3 separate regions of the Mus musculus genome follow, and all the other regions are linked to region 1. The links are chromatin contacts, called in public promoter capture Hi-C maps. All regions are on one chromosome and are shown on one strand. Each heading gives the region's core, a stretch centred on a gene start, on an enhancer-like site or on the middle of the called end of the contact. The rest is flanking DNA. Distances are from core to core; before and after follow the strand shown. Region 1 holds the start of Pycard (PYD and CARD domain containing). Region 2 holds the start of Tial1 (Tia1 cytotoxic granule-associated RNA binding protein-like 1). Region 3 holds the start of Slc5a2 (solute carrier family 5 (sodium/glucose cotransporter), member 2).

Evidence for each region. Promoter capture Hi-C pulls out the DNA fragments that hold promoters and counts their contacts. Capture Hi-C pulls out chosen DNA fragments and counts their contacts.
Region 2: a promoter capture Hi-C map of hematopoietic stem and progenitor cells shows a contact between it and region 1, with 3 times the contacts expected there. The contact joins the promoter of Tial1 here to the promoter of Pycard in region 1. A contact is called at or near these places in 9 of 39 promoter capture datasets (the C10 cell line, the SN4741 cell line, embryonic stem cells and 5 more), 3 of 484 Hi-C or Micro-C datasets (cerebellum, embryonic stem cells and pre-B cells), 2 of 115 datasets of contacts at active chromatin or transcription factors (effector CD8 T cells and embryonic forebrain) and 2 of 9 other capture datasets (adipose tissue and liver).
Region 3: a contact with region 1 is called in a promoter capture Hi-C map of adipose tissue. The contact joins the promoter of Slc5a2 here to the promoter of Pycard in region 1. A contact is called at or near these places in 5 of 39 promoter capture datasets (the HPC-7 cell line, embryonic stem cells, liver and 2 more), 1 of 15 datasets of contacts at CTCF or cohesin (large pre-B cells), 2 of 115 datasets of contacts at active chromatin or transcription factors (bone marrow-derived macrophages and pancreatic cancer cells) and 5 of 9 other capture datasets (adipose tissue, embryonic stem cells, liver and 2 more).

Annotation. Positions count from the first base shown.
Region 1 is chr7:127,992,523-127,995,148 of GRCm38.p6, forward strand. Pycard (PYD and CARD domain containing) reads right to left here and starts at 1,345. Exons shown (of 3, transcript NM_023258.4): 1 at 861-1,345; 2 at 593-649; 3 at 1-443. The coding sequence starts at 1,131. The coding sequence ends at 190.
Region 2 is chr7:128,460,373-128,462,998 of GRCm38.p6, forward strand. Tial1 (Tia1 cytotoxic granule-associated RNA binding protein-like 1) reads right to left here and starts at 1,301. Exons shown (of 12, transcript NM_001347640.1): 1 at 753-1,301. The coding sequence starts at 784. It overlaps Gm32816 (a long non-coding RNA gene), which reads left to right and starts at 1,348. Exons shown (of 4, transcript XR_378509.4): 1 at 1,348-1,880.
Region 3 is chr7:128,264,352-128,266,977 of GRCm38.p6, forward strand. Slc5a2 (solute carrier family 5 (sodium/glucose cotransporter), member 2) reads left to right here and starts at 1,332. Exons shown (of 14, transcript NM_133254.5): 1 at 1,332-1,465; 2 at 1,994-2,065; 3 at 2,142-2,246. The coding sequence starts at 1,346.

The DNA of each region.
Region 1 (2,626 bases), core at 95-2,594:
GGAATTTAGGTGTTGGAGACTGATTTGTGCATGTTTGGTATATGTTCTACCACTGGGCCACATATGGCCTTTGGAAATGTAGCTTAGCTCAGCAAAAACATCCCAGAGAGTAAACACAAATACAAATTGTTTTTTCAAAAATTGTGTATACAAAGTCAGGAGCTAGATAATGTAGCTGGAAAAGATACCTCAGCTCTGCTCCAGGTCCATCACCAAGTAGGGATGTATTTCCTTCAAGGCCTGGAGGAGGGAGTCCTTGCAGGTCAGGTTCCAGGATGGAACAAAGCTGAAGAGCTTCCTCATCTTGTCTTGGCTGGTGGTCTCTGCACGAACTGCCTGGTACTGTCCTTCAGTCAGCACACTGCCATGCAAAGCATCCAGCACTCCGTCCACTTCTGTGACCCTGGCAATGAGTGCTTGCCTGTGCTGGTCCACAAAGTGTCCTGAGGGTGGAAGTGAAAGCAGTGTTTAAAACTGCTTCAAAATTTACTAACGCAGTTTTAGGGGTTGGAGAATCAAGGAAAGCCACCCACCATGACTACATAGGCAAAGATAGGCTGTGCAAGGGTGTGGTAGGGTGGGGAGGCCTCACCTGTTCTGGCTGTACTCTGAGCAGGGACACTGGCTGCAGCTGCCACAGCTCCAGACTCTGCAAAGAAATGCCAGGTGGATCTTTATCAACAGACTTTCAGGGGTTCACTCCCACTCCACCCACGGTGCTAAGTTCAAGGCTACAAAGGGAAGATTTTTTTTTTTTTTTTTTTTTTGGCTATGGCAGGAGGAACAGTTAAGCGCCAAAGAGGCAAGCCTCTGCTGGTGTGCAGGAAGTTGAGGGTAGACGAACAAGGGGACACACTCACCTTCTTTAGTCGTTTGCAGCTGCTCAGCCAGCTCCTGTAAGCCCATGTCTCTAAGCACAGTCATTGTGAGCTCCAAGCCATACGACTCCAGATAGTAGCTGACAAGTTTGTCAGTGAGATCTATGGCGTCCATCTGCAGCAGGGCCCCGCGTGGGATGCGCCCATAGCCTTCTCGCAGTTGCACTGTCAGCAGCTTCATCTTGAACTTTTTGAGTTCATCCCCTGACAAGTTTTCAAGAGCGTCCAGGATGGCATCTCGTGCCCGCCCCATGGCTCTGGGGTGGGCAGCCGCGGTCACCTTTTACTCTTGCTGCTGCTCGCCTGCTGCAGCCTGCCTGCTGCCAGCCCGCCAAGACCAGGAAGTCAGCTGCTTAGGCCGATGGGCATGCTGGGACTCCCCCACCCTCTTTTCTTACAGCTCCTGTTCTTTCCCCAGCAAACTAGTTTTGGTTTCCGCCCCTAAGACTTTCAGACTTGGCTTTTTGGCTAGGCTGAAGAAACTAGGTGGAGGTGGGTTGGTGGAGGAAGTGGGGTGGGGACAGAGGGTGGAGCTAAGTTGTTACTCTGGCAGGTCCGGAGATGCTGAGAGACTCAATAGAGCTTACTTGCAAACCAGCTGTTGCTGAAAAGCAACCTGTTTCTGTTGAGTTTCTTGGAGCATAGAGGTTTAGAATCTTGGAAATCTAGACGCCCCAAATTTTGTTTCCCCAGATCTTAGGATCCACTCACATGCCATTGAATATTAGAATTTTAACAGCTAGAACACTAAGCCCCTTGAATTCCACAGATTTGGACAAAATGAAGTGCGAAAGAGAGTGACTATGTCTTCACCTTAGTTTCTTTCAGCTAAAAGTTTTTGTCACTCCCATCTCTCAGCCTCACATCTGCTAGAAGGTGGGGGACCTGGGCTCATGATGGGTTGGGTTGGAAGGGCTAAGGCTTCTTGAAACCTTACCAAATGCCCCAGCTATTAAATATTTTGTAGTGTGATGACAACTGGAGTGTAGAGACCTGAGTAGACAGCTAGCTACCCCCTTACTCCTGGGCTGGTTAGGATGACCTTGGAGCCTGCTCTGTACCCAGAATTCCTAACTGGCTTTAAACATGGCTGGGGGTCTACTGGTCCATCCCAGTTTTGATCTAGTCAGTCTTGTTTTATACCACACTGCCAGTTTACCCTTATCTTCAAGCTCAGTTCCTCTGGAGTTGCTTTTTCAATTCTTTGCACATGCTGTTCCCTAAACCTTGAAATTGCTTCTCTCTCAGACAAATGCTTGGCTCCTCAACCCTCAGGTTAAATGTTACTTCCTCCGAGAGTCCAGTCTTAAGAGTCCTCCATCTACCCATCTAGATCATATTGCTGCTAGTGAACAAAGCTACTTTTTTGTAGCTCTTGTGCTTTTGTGGGGGAGGGGAGGCTAGGGAGGTTGTTATAATGCCCAGCATGTGCCAAGGGCCCGCTACCTAGTCACCACTTAATGCTTTGCCTATTTATTTACTTTAGATAACCTTGTTGTGTAAGCTAGGCTAGTCTTGAACTCCTGATCCTTTTTGCTCAGCCCCCTGACTGGTTGGAATTGGAATAGCAGGTGTATTCTACCACATCTGGCTTAAGGAGCCTCCCTCCTCTATACAGGATGCCATTCTGTAGCCCTGGCTGTCCTGGAACTCGAGATCCACGTGTCTGCATCGCAAGTGCTTGGATCAAGGTGTGTGCCACTAGGACCAGCAGAGTTTTAACTCTTGACACTTTACAACTATGGATT
Region 2 (2,626 bases), core at 51-2,550, 470 kb after region 1:
CTTTTATCCAACTCCGATGGTCCGGACGCACAAACGGATTAGGAAGCGGCATCACTAACTGAGCGAAAGGAGTTTAACTGGTTGTCAGGTTGGCGCAGTAAGCGCTCAAAGTAAACTTCGTTATCCAAGGGACAGAGGTGGTGCACGGTGGCGAAAAGCAATCACTTTGGCACTTCAAAAGCAGCAGGCGCTAGGCGGGTGTTTCTGACAGCGTGGGGCACGTGGGGCAGAAAGAGACAAGGGGCTCCTCTGGTTAAAGAGTGGTAGACTGGGGAGAAGGACTCGGAGCGACTGAGGCTGAGGACGTGGACTGCTGAGGACGTGGACTGAGGCTAAACGTTCAAGCCAAAGGATGCAGTAGTGGTCCCACCCCCGCCAAGCCCTGCCCCCGTAGGGACCCACAGCTCCTGGCTCAGCCCGGAGCCCCCAAAGCACAGGGGGAACAGTAGCTCTCCCGCGCCTGACAGCCTCAGCCGTGCACAAGCCCAGCCAAGCAAGAGTGTGCAAAAGAAGGGGTCGGGAGGAAAAAGTCGAGACAAGCCCTAGACCCTAGGAAGTGACTGTGTTTGGGGGGGAAGGGAGGGCTTCCTTCTCTGGGAAGGGGGACAGATGAGGAATGCACTTCACAGCCGCGCCACCGCGACGCCCGGCTCTCCGCTTCTAGTCCCGGGCTCCTGCTCTCCCTTCCTCCCTCCGCTTCCCGCAGTGCCCGGGCCACTCGGTGCCTGGCACCCCGGGTCTCGGGTACTCACAGAGTCCGGGGCTGTCCGTCGTCTTCCATCATGGTGGGTGCGACGGAGTGATCCCGGGACAAGGGGGAGGGCAGGGCTGGGGAGGGGAGGGGGCGGGAAGGAAGGGGAGGGGGGCTCCGGGCGCCGGCTGGGGACAGAGGAAAAGGTACTGAACCCCGCTCTCGGGTCCGCTCCCCCCAGCCCGCTCCGGACACTGCGCTCCAACCAGGAGGAGCAGGAGGAGGAGGAGGATGAACAAAATGGCCGCCACCACCAGCCAGGCAGGAAACGCGGCAGGGCGCAGGCGCGGCCCGCCAGGTCACTGCTCAGGCCAGCTGCGACGGCCTGTCCGGCAAAAGTAGCTAAAGAGACAGAAAGCCCGGCCAAAGAGTACACCCTGCGACTGGACACGACGGAGCACGTTGTCGCTGTGGGCCTGCTGGCCAGTCAAGACCTATCCGGGTCCAAGAGAGACCCAACACAGAGAGAAAAGCCGCGAAACCAAGTCTCCGGGAATTGCGGTCCCGGGAAAGTGGGGGAAGCCCTTCTCCAGTGGCCTTCTGGGAACTGTAGTTCAAGGCAGACCCTGCGCCTGCCGGAGCGCGAAGGAGAGATTTCTGGGTAGTGTAGTCGTACGTGAGGACGTGCCGCGACTAAGTAGTCGGCGTGCCGGGATAGAGCGAGGAATAAAAGGCGGGCGGCCGAAATAGAGAGGAGCTGTCCGGGAAGTAAACTACAAATCCCAGAGTGCCTCGCGCCGGGGCCCGCCCCAGGATCGCTCTTAGCATCTTAAGGCTCTTCTGTTGGTCCAGTGTGAGCTTCTGCTCCGCCTCCGTCCAGCCCCAGAGCGGTTTCTTCAACTGCAGATCAGGCGGTGTGCTGGCTCCGCGTGGTTCTCCCGTCAGCCGGCCTTGCCCGCCTCTACTCTCAGAACTGCTGGTCCGTGTTCAACAACCGACGCCTCACGCGACGGGCAAAAGAGTGGCAACTCTGAACCCGGAGAGATGTAGCGGACATCGGGCAACACCAGATCCAGCCTTGTCTTTGAGCACGTGTTCTAACCAGATAGGCCTTTCTAGACTATACCGCTTGTAACTTGCTTTACAAGTTCCACAAGGATCGCTACCCATTATCTCATCGGATTAGTGGGTAAGGCTGCAAAAGAGCAGCCCCTCATTCAAATGGCTTGTACCGCTCTTTCAAATCCCTACTTAAAACTTAAATATTCGCGTGGTGGCGCACAGTGCTACTGAACAGGAGGATAATGGATTTAAGGCCAGCCTAGAAATAGATACCAAGACCTTATCAAAAACTAATAATCAGTGAAAACAGCAAAGAGGCTCAACGACCAGGTCTCATGCCAAAACAGTCTGGAGTTCGGTATTGGAGGACACGGGCTGCTAGTATTGAGATGCTAAAGCAAGAGAGGAGATAGAATCATGACAATCTACTGGATGTACACCACATTTGTGGCTGAGGCCCCTAGGGGTCAGACGAAGGGATGGCATTCCCTGCCTGAGACTGGAGTTAACAGTGGTTGTGAGCTGCATATGAGTGCTGAGAACCAAACTGGAAGCCACTGTAAGTGTGCTCTTAACCAGCTCTCCCGTGCCCCCAGCTGCACACTGTCTCATTGAAGGAGAGAAAAGGTCTGGTGGCCAACAGAGAGCTTTGGGGTAGCTTATAGATCTGCTTAGCTGCATACTGAAACCCTACCTGAATTTACAGGTACAGTGGGAGATTGGAGGCTGCTTCTCCATGAGCCTAGGAAGGAGAGAGTAAGTCTGAACGAGAAACGGATTATATCCCAAAGTGAAAAAGGAAAGAGCAACTGGGCGTGGTGGCGCACGCCTTTGATCCCAGCACTTGGGAGGCAGAGGCAGGCGAATTTCTGA
Region 3 (2,626 bases), core at 82-2,581, 270 kb after region 1:
GAAACCTCACCAGAGGAGCTTCTTGGAGTAGAAGGTGATTAACAGGACTGTCCGTGACTGGACGACTTGCAGAGAGTGAGAGACTTGGGAGCACTCAGACTTCAATGGGATGCTTGTATCTCACCCCTCTGTAAAGATGCAGGTTCTATACAGGAGGTGCAAAGATTGTAAGAGTCAGAGTTGGAGGTTGTCTTCAGGAAAGCAGAGTTTTGCAGACACAACAAAGCTGATGAAAATCTGAACTCACAGACAGTGATAGCATGCACAAGACAGATATCTGAACTCACAGACCGTGATAACATGCACAAGACCTGCACAAGTTCGAACCAAATAAAATCTGAGCATGGAAAATGAGATGTGGGCACAAAGTCCCACTCCTAAGTAAGAAACTACTTGCAGTTGACAGCTACTAGGAGAGAGAAATGGGTTTTTTTCAATGGAGAGACACTGGGTGTATCAACTGCACCCCAAGGCAGGCCACACGCTCAGGAAGAGTTGGCCAACACAAAACACACTCCGTGTTTGGTTTTCTGTTTGCTTGGGTTTGTTTTTGTGCTTTTATTCTTCCTTCCTTTCTTTCTTTGTTTCTTTGTTTCTCTCTCTCTTTCTCTCTCTTTTTCTCTCCCTCCTCCTCCTCCTCTTCTTTCTTCTTTTTCTTCTTCTTCTTCTTCTTCTTCTTCTTCTTCTTCTTCTTCTTCTTCTTCTTCTTCTTCTTCTTCTTCTTCTTCTTCTTCTTCTGATCAGAGAGGGGAGGGGATCTGGGAAAAGTTGGGGGAGAGGAAAGAATTTGCCCAAAATATATTGCATAAAAATTTTTTAAAAATAAATTTAAAACAATTTTTAGGATAGAGCAAAGAGAAAGTAGAAAATATTTGGGTTGGGAAGGGCAGGAGAATGAGGGAAATGTGATTTTTTCTCCCTAGGTTTTGTATGGCAGAAGTCAGGGCATGGCATGCGTGACAGTCAGGCTGAGGAACATGTATGTCCTGCTGACTGTCAGGGGGTGCTATGGAGGACTTGTGCGGAGGACACTGTCAGAGTTGGATTTGGACCTTCCTAATCAAAGTTAGAGGGTGTATTTTCAGAGAACGCAGGAAGGAACTTTGCTTGGAACACTGGGTATAGGATGGATCCTAAACCCAGGAAGGAGTGCTCTTGACTTCCAAATGGTCCAGCGCCCCAGGACCAGCCTTCGGCCTTGATAGATCCTGATTCAGCTAAATAAAGCTGGAGAAGGAGGCTGAGACCTGGGGGACTTGTCGGCTCAGTGCTCCTGAGGTAACCATTAATCCTTCCCCCAGGGGAATCCAGGGACTAGCCCCTTGAGGGACAGATGCTGGAGAGAATGGAGCAACACGTAGAGGCAGGCTCTGAACTTGGGGAGCAGAAGGTCCTGATTGATAATCCTGCTGACATTCTGGTTATCGCTGCCTATTTCCTGCTGGTCATTGGTGTTGGCTTGTGGGTGAGACATTGAGGGGGGTTGGATAGGGAAATGCTTCTGGGGCTTGAGGGTAAAGATTTAGGGAGACCTCAGAGAGGAGTGGGAGAAAAGGGTGCTTGGATATAATGAGGGAGAAACCTAGATTTAGTAGGCAAGCCAATTTTAATTCTTTGTCTTCGTACCTTCTGGATTGTGCAAAAGAGACTGGGGGTATCAATAGGTTTTTTTTTTTAATTCAAGTGTTCTAACAAGTGCTCTAAGAGATGTATCAGTTCCCACGTCTGTATTATGGCTGAGCAGCAGCCTATATTTAAGGTCACCAGGCAAGTTAGGCTGAATCTAGGCATATCTAGGATCCAGTAGTTGCGCTAGGATTAGGGCCTGGGTTGTTCTGAGTGTCGGGGAAGGTTGGGGGTAAGGAGGTGCAGTCTGGGGAGTCCAGGGCTGGTTAATCTTCAGCCTGAAACAAGGCTGAGGAATGTGTTGAGGAAGCTAAGGAAGTCCAAAGATGTGCCCCAATCCCAGTTTCCCCCCACTTCTGTTTCCCAGTCTATGTTCAGAACCAATAGAGGCACAGTTGGTGGCTACTTCCTGGCAGGACGGAGCATGGTGTGGTGGCCGGTGAGAGGGGCTGGGGGATGGGATGGGAGGGACCCTGGAGGAGCAGCCTAGCTCACCCCCATTTCTGGCCACCCAGGTTGGAGCCTCTCTGTTCGCCAGCAACATCGGCAGCGGTCATTTTGTGGGCCTGGCAGGGACTGGCGCAGCAAGTGGCTTGGCGGTGGCTGGATTTGAGTGGAATGTGAGGTCTTCTTTTCTATAATAATCCACCCCAGTGGAAACTCCTGGAAAGATCACAACTTGGAGAAGCTCCTGGCGTGGGGATATGAACAAGTTGGGACAGCCCAGTTTGCTGAGGGTGGGTGGGTGTTAGGTTGGGCTGGGAGCAAGGATCGCGTGCTAGCTTACAGCAGTAGGGTTCAGGCAGGTCCTGCTCCTGACTTTCTGTATACGCCAGCATCAGTCCTCGTGGGCCTTGACCACTCTGAAATGGGGCCGGCACCTCACTGATGAAGTACCTGTCTCCATGTTCTTTGATGCTGTAGTCTGTGAGCAACTCTAGGCTGAACTGAAGTTCTTTGCAAAAACAAGGATGGGTTGGAAAGATGAGGGTTTGAGCCT